Linked DNA regions of Capsicum annuum: region 2 is linked to region 1. Evidence: chromatin contacts called from public Hi-C data. All regions are on one chromosome and are shown on one strand. Each heading gives the region's core, a stretch centred on a gene start, on an enhancer-like site or on the middle of the called end of the contact. The rest is flanking DNA. Distances are from core to core; before and after follow the strand shown.

Region 1 (2,995 bases), core at 282-2,781:
ATAACAAAATAATACGATAATAGAGATATCAAAATAATACAACTAAACCTACCCTTTACATAAAAAAATTCTTCAAAGCCGACTAACATTGATCTATCACTTGTAAACTGCAACAAAACAATACGATAAAAGTGATATCAAAACAATACAATTTTTTTTTAAACTTAAATTTTACACACAAAAAATTCTCAAAGCCTATCGAGATTCATCTACGAACTGTAAACTACCACAAAATAACACACTAATAGAGATATCATGATAATACAATTAAACCTAACCTTTACCTAAAAAAAAATTCAAAGCCGACTCACATTCATCTAGTATCTGTAAATTAAAATAAAATAATAAAATAATAAAGATATCAACACAATACAATTAAATTTAACCTTTACACAAGAAATTCTTCAAAGTCGGCCGACATTCATCTATGATCTGTAAATTATAAAAAAAATAATATGATAGTATAATCACAAATGTTCGATTTTGATCAAATTAATTCTTATCTGAGCGAAAATTTTGACTGTAAAGAATGATTTTGAATGAAAACAAAGAAAATATATATATATATATATATACACACATGTTGAATTCTATTATACTGATCAAAACAGTAAAAAAGTTGAGGATTGAAAAATCAAGCATGCGTCAATCTAGACATGAAATCGAATCAAGTTAGATGAGCATCAATTATATTCTCCCAATAGGCAAATCTGTTTGTTCTCTAATTTAACGTTCATCTCAATATTTATAAAAATGTTATTCATATAAGGTAAAATTCTAATTCATTCAGAAGTGTTAAATATTATAGTATTAAATTATTTATATTAGTGTGATTTTTTTATTTTATGCAAATTATTTAAAAATTAATTATGGTATCAAACTATTTATGCTAGTGTTTTGTTTTTTACTATATAAGTCACGCATTACAAAAATATTCTAACAATAGTAATATAATATAATACTTAAATAATAAAGATCTCAAATCTGATATAAGTAGTACACTGATGATATATACTCAATACTCACGTACCACAAAAATATTCTAATAGTAGTAATATGATATAACACTTAATTTATATAAACATTATTTTCCATAAAGTTTGCAAAAATAGTGTACAACTTATTTTTTTTATTTTTTATTTGAAAAGATTCAATGTAATACTTATCCTATATTTTAGGATTCCTACTTTAAAAATAGTCTTATTATATTTGTTAAAGTTTTAATTCCATATATTTTAGGATTCAATATCACAAATATAATTAAATAATAATTTGAGGAAAAAAAGTGAAAAGACGATTTTGTCTAAAGTATGAACTTTTAATGAAGGGCAAAAAGTTTAAATCACTTTTCTAAAGTTCATTCACATTTTTAATTTATTATAATTATAATTATATTATATATATATATATATATAGATATATAGATATAGATATAGATTAGCGTTACACTTGCTAAACACGTGTGATTAAAAGTATTAAAATTAGTTTATAATTTATTTTTAATATTAAATGACAGTATAGAAAATAATTATTATAAACCCAAATAAACCCCTCTATTTTTATTTTTTAAATAACCTCCAGTCTGTCATATGAAGAAGAGTGGTTTCTCCGTCTACAAAGTATAATTCGTCTTTCTGTATTACTATTCCCTGATCGATCCAATTCGAATCTTTAGAGTGAAACAAGAAGACTCAATTCAAAATGAGTGTAATTGATATCCTAACTCGCGTTGATTCAATATGTAAGAAGTATGATAAGTATGACATTGACAAACAAAAAGACTCCAATGTTGCCGGCGACGATGCTTTCGCTCGTCTCTACTCTTCCGTAGAATCGGACATCGAATCTGCTCTTCAGGTACGAGATTTTGTGTGTGAGTGTTTAGGGTTTAGTTTTGGAAAATTGAGAATTTGATGATGTGTTTTTGGGGTTACAGAAAGCGGAAACGGCTGCTAATGAGAAGAATAGGGCATCTGTTGTGGCGATCAATGCAGAGATACGGAGGACTAAAGCGAGGTTACTTGAGGAAGTTCCGAAATTGCAGAGGTTGGCTGTGAGGAAGGTGTGGTTTTGTTTGTTTGACTTTCTTTTTTTTGAGCTGATTTGGTTTGTGATGGTGGTGAAATTAGCTGATGAGTTGTATGGTATTTGGATTTTGTTGTGTTTTTAAAACTGTTACTTTTTAGTGTTTAGGGGTTATGTTAATTTTGTTGATTGGGTTTGGATAGTGGCGGATCCAGTATTTTAGCTAAGGGGGTTTGAAAAACAAATATCTCGTACTTTGGATTTGAACTTGAAATCTCAAAGTGAATTTTGAACCTTATGTTCAGGGGATTCAAAATCTATATATATAGTAAACCACTATTTGTGTTTTAAAATCTGCCTCAAGCAAGAAAATTATCTTATGTATATGGTGTGATTTTTTGCCGATCCAACTTATATGATCCATTTGATTGATTAAAAAAAATTGTGTAGGACTTTTCCTCATGAATTGACTCTTTAAAGGCATGATTTGGGGGGGGGTTCAGGATTTCTCTCTTCTATGTTACAGTGCAGTTCAATCATTCAGGACGTTCTATTATTGTCGTGGGTCCTTCACTTTCATTGCGTCAATGTGGATTGCCTTGTGAAATAGAAATAGAACTTATCCAGACATTTGTACCCTAGCTCAGGATTTTGATGAAAAGTAAGATAAAGTAAAGAGTTGGAGGGAGAGGAAGCAGAAGGGTGTGTAAAAATTGTACTTTTGGATTTGTAAGTTAGTGATATATGTGTTTTGCAAACTGTACGTGGTCATAAGTACGGAGAAAAGAGGAGGGTTGCATTGATTGATGATAAAGCGTAAAAGTAATTTATCTATGATAATTATCAGGATGTTGGGTTGGTTAGACCGTCACCGTGTTTACATAAGGGCATCTGAATAAAAGGGAATGGATATATATCATCCAATTATTCATATAGTTGATCACAACTAATTTCTTACTGTGGTTATTTG
Region 2 (2,995 bases), core at 143-2,642, 51 kb after region 1:
TGATTGGGGATGGTTTCAAGCGAGATAGAGGTAGACCGAAGAAATATTGGAGGGAGGTAATTAGACATGACATGGAGCAACTTCAGCTTACCGAGGACATGGCCCTGGATATGAAGTTGTGGAGGAGGCGAATTAGAGTAGAGGGTTAGTCTTAGATAGTATGTTGTATGTTTTGGTGTATACTTGAAGTATCTTGCTTTAGATGTTATTGAATATGTTAATTGCTATTGTATCTTGTTTTATTACTATTCCGTATCTTATCTTAGATTGCTTTATTTTGAGCCAGAGGTCTATCGAAAACAGCCTTTCTATCTCACATTTGAGGTAGTGGTATGAACTGCGTACACTTACCCTCTCCAGACCCCACTTGAAGGGAATATACTGGGTATGTTATTGTTATTGTTATTGTATCTCCTTTGAAAATAGACTCAATTGATCGATACATGACTATTAATATAGTCTGGTATAAATGAAAATATTTATCTATAATATATGCAAGATATCATCATAGATCTATTGACAAGTAAGATGGAGTTACAAAAATAAGAAATAAAATAAACATCATTCAATAGAGATTTAGTTTTACAATAGAACTCCCAATCATACATATGAAAATTCCACAGTTCATCTCTAAACATATGAGCAGTTTAAAATAATGACAAAAAAAAAGAGAAATTAAATTAAATAAAAATATGCCAATTAACACCATTCAAACATTGTAAAACAATTTAGATACATCAATTGTGACATCCAATCACTTTTGAACGTGATCAAGTGTTATCTAGGCACGCTGTAGTTGTAGATCATTGAGATGAGACCAAAAAAAGTAAGAAATAAAATAACTTAAAATAAAATAAAATAAATATGAATCAGTCATGTTCTCATGTATGTAAGTCGTAGTAACAGAGGTTTAGTTTTACAATAGAACTCCCAATCATACAAATGAAAATTCCACAGTTCATCTCTAAACATATAAGCTGATGCTTGTGACCCTTGTTCGAAGTGTCCAAAATTAATGAGTACAACGATATTTTTTAAGAGTCCGAACAACCTAACTTGTGTGACTACAAATATTATATATTGTCGCAGGACACCTCATTTAAGACATGTTTTCTAGAGATGGAACCTCTGAATAGACGATAAGAGAAGGACTAAAACCAATAACTAACTTCTTCAGGTGAAAGAAATGAGTAATCTGCCGGACATTGATAGCGCTCAAAAGTTGAACAAACCGGTCTCTGAACTACCACAATGTCAACTTTTTAACCGTAGCTGAACTCCAAGCTTACACGTATCTCGACTATGATGCCAAGGTAACCCCCCACCAAGGGTTAGAGCAAATTGGCTGTTAATTATAGCTGGTATTCGAGCTTGGGATCTTCAGGTTGTTACGTACTCCCATGCTTCAATGTCACAACTACTGGAGCATCCATCCATTTGGGAATCTTGATTTGAATTGTGAGTAGAACCTGAAGGAAAAAAAAAAGATTAACTATATTTGTAACAAGTTATAACTACAAATTTGAACTTTCTTTTGATAATTGCTTGCACGCCTCGAGTAATTCCATGGTATACTTGCCTCCTCCCACCAGGAACAGAAAAATTACATTGATCACAGATTCTAAGAAACAGTTACGCTGTTTTTCTGCTTAATAGCTTTCTCTCAATTTCACCTACCTCTCTCTTCTATTGACATGATTCTCTTTGTATCTTTTCTAACCAAATAACCTTTCAACGCTGAAGCAGACCGGTCAGAAACAGACCACACGGGATATGAACTGACCGAGTGGACCGGCATCTGGACTACCTTTTTCCCGCTTTACTGTTACAATTAATTCATTTTGAAAATATAAATACAACTTAACAAAATCCAACTGCATAACATCAACTTCATATCAGTTTGATTTCATATCATATGACCAAACAGATCCTAAACTTTTAAAGCATAATTTCTACTATAAATACTTTTTATAAAAAAAGTGCTAAGTCAAGACGGGTCAAAATAAAAAGGTTGGGAGGGAGTAGTCTTTCTGCATCTAATAGTAATATGTCCATGCCCTAAACCAATAGTCCAATACTCTTAAGAGATCAGCGAAATTAAACATCTGTCCGGGGGACCATGCGGGTAATTAAACTAATGTAATTTGCTGTTATATTAACAATGCTGCAATTGCGGTTACCCTATTAACAATGAGGGAAATTCTTCTTTCAACTTACCCTTTTCTTTGCTGCAGTCTAAACGAAACAGCGTAAACAAAAGCTATTAAACAAAGCTGATCTTTGACCTTCATGAAGGTAAAGCATAGGCCTTTGGTGTCGAAATGGTACTCCCGTCTGTTTTCCAATAGGGGGTGTTGCCCATAAATCTATCGAAAGAGTTATAATGCATGTTTTCTCACAAGGTTAACAATGAGTCTGTTCAAGCTGGAGATTTCTTCGTCTCTGTGGCTTAGTTCTTTCTTTAGTCTCTCAATCTCCTTCGAATGCGTTTCACACTGATTACAACCTGCACTGAACTCCTTGATCTCTGTACATTGGTAATCTGTCCTCGGTTTCTTTGACTCCTCCACGGTCTCTTTATCTTCTTCAAAGGACCTCTTCATTGGGGTAACTTCTTTAGAATAAGTATTGTCAACCATCTTACGAACACACAAAGACCCTGATATACCGGAATCAAGATGAAATGAAACGAGCTTCTGTGGTCGTCCCCAAGTATCCTAACAAAGACAGATATACAAAAGTTATGACATGCCAGTTAAATTAGAGCACATGCCTCTCTGGTACACATTTGGTTTCTCTGATAAGAGTGAAAACCGTATTGTACAAAGAAATCCAGGAAGTATACCAACCTTCTCTTGGTTGCCTTCAAGCTTATCAAATGCCTCATTTGCCTCATGCTGATTTTTGAAATTGACATAGGCAGTATACTTGTCTGCTTGCCCTTTTCTATTAGCCTGCCAGCAGATCATAAATGGACAAATTAAGTACCATCAAG

What was found. A called contact is a pair of places that touch in the nucleus more often than the background predicts.
Region 2: a Hi-C map of leaf shows a contact between it and region 1, with 2.5 times the contacts expected there. The contact joins the enhancer-like site here to the promoter of LOC107843548 in region 1. A contact is called at or near these places in 4 of 5 Hi-C or Micro-C datasets (leaf, pericarp and placenta).

The regions. Positions count from the first base shown.
Region 1 is chr10:202,849,207-202,852,201 of UCD10Xv1.1, forward strand. It overlaps LOC107843548 (syntaxin-71), which reads left to right and starts at 1,532. Exons shown (of 9, transcript XM_016687862.2): 1 at 1,532-1,857; 2 at 1,937-2,062. The coding sequence starts at 1,702.
Region 2 is chr10:202,900,084-202,903,078 of UCD10Xv1.1, forward strand. It overlaps LOC107843545 (small RNA degrading nuclease 3), which reads right to left. Exons shown (of 14, transcript XM_047397203.1): 13 at 2,850-2,954; 14 at 2,001-2,717. The coding sequence ends at 2,379. Among protein-coding and RNA genes, the nearest start is that of LOC107843546, 23 kb to the left of the region's middle. Within about 2 kb of position 1,393, at least 3 of the 5 cell types and tissues checked have an H3K27ac peak or open chromatin away from gene starts, as enhancers often do. A contact at or near this core is called in leaf, where this site is marked.